Regions from separate parts of the Bombyx mori genome. Here region 2 is linked to region 1. The links are chromatin contacts, called in public Hi-C maps. All regions are on one chromosome and are shown on one strand. The core of a region is the stretch at or near the end of the contact, and the rest is flanking DNA. Distances in the headings are between cores, read along the strand shown. Region 1 overlaps LOC101743327. Region 2 holds the start of LOC101743327.

What was found. Hi-C and Micro-C count contacts between places; a contact is called where the count stands out from the background.
Region 2: a Hi-C map of whole pupa shows a contact between it and region 1, with 2.2 times the contacts expected there. The contact joins the promoter of LOC101743327 here to the enhancer-like site in region 1. A contact is called at or near these places in 2 of 7 Hi-C or Micro-C datasets (both in whole pupa).

The regions. Positions count from the first base shown.
Region 1 is chr11:8,256,613-8,260,440 of ASM3026992v2, forward strand. All of the region lies in intron 2 of LOC101743327, which reads right to left. Among protein-coding and RNA genes, the nearest start is that of TOP2, 48 kb to the left of the region's middle. Within about 2 kb of position 1,794, at least 3 of the 8 cell types and tissues checked have open chromatin away from gene starts, as enhancers often do.
Region 2 is chr11:8,361,233-8,365,601 of ASM3026992v2, forward strand. It overlaps LOC101743327, which reads right to left and starts at 1,764. Exons shown (of 7, transcript XM_004931546.5): 1 at 1,487-1,764.

The sequences.
Region 1 (3,828 bases), core at 544-3,043:
GTAGGTACCACCACCCTGCCTATTTCTGCCGTGAAGCAGTAATGCGTTTCGGTTTGAAGGGTGGGGCAGCCGTTGTAACTATACTTGAGACCTTAGAACTTATATCTCAAGGTGGGTGGCGCATTTACGTTGTAGATGTCCATGGACTCCAGTAACCACGTAACACCAGGTGGGCTGTGAGCTCGTCCAACCATATAAGCAATAAAAAAATAAAAAATTGCAAAATTACACAAAAACCACTGACCCGTATATTACCTGATTTAATTTTAATTCAAAATTATAATTTCCTCAAAAAAGGCTGTTGTGCGTAGCATTACTCGAAGTTCGAAGTATTACTGAAACGGCAACGTATAACGCAACGCTAAACCCGCCATTAAAATTCAAAGCGACAAAATTGCTTTTGGAAATCACTACATAGTATAAAACAAAGTCGCTTTCTCTGTCTCTATATCTGTCTGTCCCTATGTATGCTTAAATCTTTAAAACTACGCAACGGATTTTGATGCGTTTTTTTTAATAGATAGAGTGATTGAAGAGGAAGGTTTATATTTATAATAACATCCATTAAATAGTGGAGAAATCAATGATACATTACAGTTTCCGAAGCGAAGCGAGGGTGGGTCGCTAGTAATTAAATAAAGAATAAAATTTATGAAGAACGATGTGACACCGATAAATTGTTATCCTATGATTTGCAAGCGAAGTAAATTGTTCCTTCGTAATAAGGTGACACTCTACAAAACTTGTCATGACCCATGCAAGCGTAGTGTTCGCTCACGCGGCCCGCCCTAACAGAAAACTCCTTCAAGTCATTTAATCCTGTTTTTGCAGGATAGCTGTTGGAGCATCATGGTTCCTAAGGAATGTGGATCTCCATCATGTCTTGGAGTTTGACTCAGTCAGTAAGTATATACAGTCGGCATCATTGCGCCACTTTGAGAAGGCGGCACGACACGTAAAATCCTCTTATCGTGGCTGCCAGAAATTACATACTCGATCCTGTAGACCGAATGGTAAACAGCCAACGTCACCCTAAACACGTCATAACGGATACACCCGATCCACTAACGGTGCTTTTAGGTTCCTCAAGCACCGGTCATCGTCCTCGCCGAACCCATCGCTTGCGACGGAGGGCTCGACGAGTAAATTAACCCACAGACACAGCACACTGAGTTTCTCGTCGAATTTTCTCAGTGGGTCGCGTTTCTGATCCGGTGTTAGATTCTGCAAAGCACTGCTCTTTCTAGGGCCAGTGTTTTTTTTTATTATTGCCTTTGTAAGCAGACGAGCAAATGGCCCACCTGATGGTGAGTGGTTACCGTCGCCCATGGACTTCAGCAATGCCAGGGGCAGAGCCAAGCCGCTGCCTACCGCTAAAGTGTTAGCAACACTCCCGGTTTGAGCCCCGTGAGCTGACGTATACGTCAAGGCGAAACTGAAATATCCTCTCAAGGCTATCAGTATAGGTAGGAAAAAAAAGATAAATTGTTGAAAATATTTAATTAATAAAATATTTTTGAATACATAATTATGAATATTTCGTGGTCTTCAAGGATAAGACATCTGGTGCATTCGTATCAAGCGATACAAGTGGGCCGGTGTTCGAATCCCGCAAACAGGTACCAATGTTTCTAATGAAATACGATCTAATGAAATAAGTTTCACAATTACTATTACTAAATGTATTAAATACACACATTTATGGAAACTACATGTGTGCCACTTATAACACGTCCCACGTAACACTATGACTTAAGCCTTTCTTGGAATACCAACAACTGTACGATGCTTCGTCACAATCTCGTGAATGGTTCAGAAACGCGTAGGCGATGCACGTCTACATACTTGATACTACGTCTACAGACATTGATTTTAATTTGTTATTCATACACATGTTAATAGTTCTATGAATGCGTCCAGGGTTGACCACTTCACGAATTTTGATGGTGATACTGTAAATTATAGTGTCGCATAAAATTCTCGGCCCAAGTCTTAGCTGATAAATATTAATTAGACGGAATTAATTTTTAGCGGAAGCAGAATAGTTACTAAAATCAGCTCATAGGGCACAGCTATTTTCACAGACATTACAAGGTGATAATTCGATTCTTTTTAGTAAAGTTCAATAATTTACTCCATTTTCGTTAAAAATTTAAAATAATTTCGTCCATCTGTGTTTACGGTTCGTTCTTTTAAATCACTTGTGTGATTTAGACAGGGTCTTCACTTAGATAATTTAATTTGAAGTTTAATTGAACACTATTGGTGTTTTGTATCTGTCGAGAAATGTCCATGTTTGTTTCTACCACCATTTATTTATTTATTTATTTACTTGGGAAACCAACAATACAAAATAAAAATATAATATTTTAAAAAAATAGTTAAAAAAATAATCCAACATATTTCCACCATCAAAATCACATATAAGTAGATAGTAGTAGATAAGAAAAAAAAGAGAAATTTAGAAATATGAGTTTACACAAAAAAAAAAAAAAAAAGCAATTGTATTGCAACCAACTAATACGCATTATAATACGCACATATTATTATGTACATCAACGTACACAATAAATCTTAATAATATTTTTAAAATACTACACATAATACTATATAAAATGAATCACACATATAGGTAACTCAAAAATTACTGCTTTTCGGGCTTTGTTAGACATTTTAGAAACATAGTTCTGCGGTTTCCCGCATCTGATATGAACCGATACACTTACAAAACAATAAGCCCGACAAACTATAACTATATTATAATAATATATATAACTACATATATGGAATTATGGGATTGATGAAATAATTTGAGAGCGGCACGCTTGCTAAAGTCAAATTGAAAATGGCATGTTTTATGTAAATAATTACGCGACACTCAGCAATTTATACAATGTCAGTCATATTGTCATCATCGACAAGATATTGTTTTCTTATAAAATGAGTAAGCTTAGTTACGACTAGTAACTTTAGTTAGGTGCTGTCAACAGAATATCTTTATGCTGGGGCGAGAAGTTAGTATTATTTTTTAATTAGAAGGCAGACGGACGCACGCTCCATTTGTTGGTAAGCGGTCACTGAAGGACCGCGTTAACTTGTTTAAAGAATGACACGTAGCGCTTAGGAAATACCGGGATAGATGCATTCACGAAGCAGCTGTCTTTGAGCTGTTAGTTCTCCTTCGGAGGCTCTCGGGCAGCAGTTAGCCAATCCCTTCCCCCCTGGTTGAGCCTTCGCTCGCCTACCTGTCCTGATCAATCAATCGGGGTCGTCGTACCCCCTTACGGGGGCACGGAACGGGCCTCGGGGTGAACCCCACTACCCGGGCAGAAGCTCCTTGCCGCACAGGGCAGGGTTGATGTGGGTGCAGGATGAAATGGAGGAGGAGAGAACTGCTGGCAGCGTGTACGGCCACAAAAACATCGGCATGATATATACATAATACGAAGGCTTGATTAAGCCAAGGGATGGCGCCCACCGGCGTCGTGTTGTCTTCTGCTTTTTTTTTGGTGAAACTGGAAAGGCCTCCGGGTCACCAGTAATCTTTCAATGATAAACTAAATTTTAGGATAATATGTTTCCTAGTTGTAAGTGCCTTGTAAGCGTCGGCCTTTCGTCGACGTAGCGATTTGTAAGTCGGAAGGATAATCACATATTTTGTTTTTAAAGTTACACTTTACTTTTATGGTCGCATGGATAGGTACCGTCTTTAATTTTGCTCGCCCATCTGTCCTATTGAAACTGGAAAGGCCTTCGAGCCAACAGTAATCCTTACTTCTTAAAAGAAAATAAATACCCGCCAGTTTCAGAATATTATTGTAATATCAA
Region 2 (4,369 bases), core at 514-3,013, 100 kb after region 1:
CCTTATCCCGCGTTATTTGGAGTCGACTGAGGATGTCCTATTATCGTGATTGTTTAAAGAAACATAGTAATGTATTTTTTCGTTGAAACCCTGGGATAGATAGGATAGTGAGATTGTTTAAAATTAAATTATCAAGTACATATTATCAAATTATTAGACGCATCGCACGAAAAGACTATGCGATTAACTTTAAGCTACACGAGGAAAAGCTAATTTGTCTTGGATGCCGACATCAAAATTGATCAGAAGGCGATACGAGGCGTAGGAATTTGATTTACGACGAAAGCTGCAATGGCGCTTAGCCAAAAGCCGAGACGACAATATTATGCATTATAGACCATTTACAAGTATAGAATGGAACAGGAAAAAATTACTTTAGTAATGACATAATACACTAATTTTCTTTAAAAAGGTAGGATTACTGTTTCCCAAAGGCCTTTCCAGTTTCGCTAGAACAGGTCGGCGAGCAAATGCTCACCCAGGAGGGATGGGATTTGCTAACAGCGCTTGAGCGCCTCCAAAGGAGACCTAACAACTCAAGAGCAGCTGCTTCGCGGATGAATCTAGTACCGGATCGGAATCGCGTCCCGCTGAGAATATCCGACGAGAAATTCAGTGGGCTGATGTATGGGTTACATTGCATGTGGAACTTTTACGGTACGGTTACTTGGCACTCTAAGCCGGCTCCTAATATCAGAGCTAAAGGCATCTAGTGCTAAGGTTAATAGATCTGAGGGATCCGTAAGGACGTGTCTAGGGCGTGGACGGTGACTGGCTCCTGCCTGAACAGGAATCGAAGAGTAGTCAGCGGCAGCAACGATAATACACATCTCACAAGCCGCTACTATGTTCTCATCGTCCATCAAACATACTTTTTTAGCAAATTGATATCCATAATTGCCATCCACGCCTACGATTCCATTGTTCCAACATTGCTCTCAAGCTTAAAATTATAATAATAAGACCAATCAGAATATAATCTGGAAAGATATTATTTCACCTAAAGAAAATGTTGAAGAGATAAAGAAAAAAGAAAGGTTGTGTAATACTTAATGTCGTGAAAATTCTTCCCGAAAGCTTGTAGTAGGACGATCGTCTGATGTTTTAGAATATACGTAGTATGTAAACAATGGTTGGTAAGTAACTACGATATTGTAATTAAGATAATGCTTTTAAAGTTTTAAAGCTGACTGCTGATTTCTGGTGCCTTATGGAACTGGTCAGTGGTGGACAGTGTTGTCTACCATAAGTAAAAGAACATTTGCTGTCATCTATAGATATAGTCAGGTCAGTATTGTATTAAACTTCGATTTATCCAATTCAATTAGTTTGCAAAACAATTTTATCGACATTCCGGCTTAAGTTCTGTTTAAGTTCTGTTAAGTTTAATCTTAAGATTAGTGTATATAAGTTTAAATTTAATAAAACGTAAAAAAAATACGCGAAAGATTAAGGAAAATTTATGCAAAAACAAAACATCTCTCACCTCAAATTAATCCTCTTATTTTGACAGCTGGAACATTGAAGACAACGAAAACTAAGTCACTACTATTAAACCATTTAATAATCAACTGAACAACTTAATGTACTAGCACTGCACTTAAACAATAATTCGTGTATATTTCGTTTATTTATATATTACGTCGATGTTATTTCGCGCCAATGGCGGCGTGCGCACGCGCTCTCATCCGTAGACTACTGAAGCGCGCGCCCGCCATTTTCTCCACGCGAATGGAGGGGATGAACGTGCAGGAAATAAAGAATGAAAAATAAGGCTTTTGTTTTGTTTTCAATGCGGAAACGATAATCATTATTTGCGTTTCATAAACACAGTCTGGTCACAAATATGGTTACAAAAAAAAAATGTATGGTGTTACCGTTGAATTTGGAACTACATTCGCACACGAATTTTTCATGTGTTTTCGTTTTCACGACTATTTTTGATGAATACACTTGTGATATTCAAATTGGGCGGGGCGATAAACATAACGAAATTGCTGTGGTAACATATACATAAAATACTAAAGGTGCCAAAAGTAATACATATTTGAAACTCTATCCGGTTGGTATAAGGCGAATATTCGTGTACCAATCTATTGAAAGTTATTATGAAAAGTTCTCTGTGACAGAAAATGATCTGGCCGTCCATGAAGTGTTCTTATAAAAACGCTATCAAAGTATAAATAAAAAAAAGGGTGCGTGTACTTATGTACGTGCGTAAGAAGTTATACTTTATTTTTATTAAATTTATTTCTTTTTTTATTTAAATTTTAATCAATTTGAAAAAAATCGATTAATCAACATCCTCAAACACGCATATCTTTTCTTGACATCGTATAAATTCGGTAATTCTCGGTACGGTTCAGAAGACTCGCCAAGTTACGTCGGTCGTATTGTAATGAGCGATTTAGTGGGCAACTTCATTTCTGTTAATTTTGTGTCACGGTGCGCGCGCATCGTAAAATTTCACACATCAATTTTTCATAACGCGCCTAAAGAAGTATAACTTCAAAAAACGTATCCGAAAAGAAAATATTTTGACTGACTTTATGGTGCAGCAATTAATTTTATTAGTGACCCTGATTGCCGGGCCAAGAGTCCCGGGTTCGATTCCCAGAAACTTTCAACCGTTAATTCACACTCATCGGAAAAACAATTTTTAAAACATGTACATACAGCGGTTAATCCCCTAATTTTCCTTTAAAGCGTGATTTAAAGAAAAAAAACTACATTTGTTAATGTTTACGACATAAACGACATCGATATGACTATATTTCAAAGTCAGCTGTCTCAGTGTAGTTTAACTATATATGTTTTTATAAAGAAGAAGAAGAAAGAAACTATGCTGTCCTTATAAAATAATAATATAGCGAGCCGCTCTAGCTTTGCTTCGGGAACGGTAATTGATCTTATTGAATTTTCTTTTTAATTCATTATACTTTTTCTTTTAAATTTTCAAGTAAATCTGGCCCAGACAGTAACAAACACAATAAAAAGAATGTGACAACCAAAAAATCTAATCTTTCCTCTTCTTATATTCATGGTTCACTATTTTGGGGATAATTGCTTACACATAAAAGATAGATTTAAGCCGTTACGGGCTTTTTTGTGAGACTATTTATGATAAACGTTTCCATTTTACATTATATGTGAAGTCGTCGTGGCCTAAAGGATAAGACATCCGGTGCAAAGGATGTTGCGATGCAACGGCGCGGCGTTCGAATCCCGACGACAGGTGCAAATTTTTCCAATTAAATACGTACTTAACAAATGTTCACGATTGTTTTTTTTTTAAGATTAAAGGATTACTGGTGGCTTGAAGGAAGGGTGGGATTTGCTAACTGCTGACCGAACGCCTCCGAAGGAGACTTAACAACTCAAAAGCAGCTGCTTCGCGAATGAATTTACTACCGGGTCGCAATCGCGACCCGTTGAGAAGACCCGGCGAGAAACTCAGCGAGCTGATTCATGGGTCAGGTTGCACGATGAACTCTTTGCCGAGTTCGACGAGTACGACTACCGGGGTCACTAAGCCTGCTCCTAAGGCGTTTAATGCAAAGGTTTATTGGATCTGATGGATCCGTTAGGGCGTGTCTAGGGCGTCGACGGTGACAGGCTCCTGCGTGATCAGGATTCGGGGAATAGTCAGCGGCGGCAACAATAAGACGATTATCATGACGCATATCCTTATCGAAGTACCGTTCTGACGCTGACTTCATGTATTTCTGGATTGATTCGAGGCCCAGGTCGTCGTGTAGCTCAACGTTCCTCACGAACCACGGAGCTCCAACGGCTAACCTGCAAAAGCGGGATTGTAGAGATTGGAGGGCGTCTATGTGCGTGCGGGCCGCGTGAGCGAACACAACACTCGCGTAAGTCATGACGGGCCTTATGCAAGTTTTGTAAAGTGTCACCTTGTTCCGAAGGGACATTTTACTCCGATTACAGATCATGGGGTAAATCACGATTGTCTTCCACGGTTAAGGAATAACATCGTGTAAAAAAATCAAACCCGCAAAATTATAATAACCAGAATAGCTTGCAGATGGCAGAAATTTTCTTACTTACTTGACATTTATCGTGATATTTTGGGTAATTCACAATATATCTTTATAAATATAACCTATGTATTATTCTGATGTGCAAGCTTTATTATTGTAAACTTTCATCAAAATCGATTCAGTACTTTTTGAAGGAGAAACAAACATACATGCGCACATTCTTACAAACTTACTTACTTACTTACTTTCGCGTTTATAATATTAGTAGCATTTATGTCAAAACTAAATACTTAACGCCTAGTCAATTAAGAATAGCAATGGAATCAGATATTTCTAACGGCGTAACCATGGACGTATAAAAAATAATA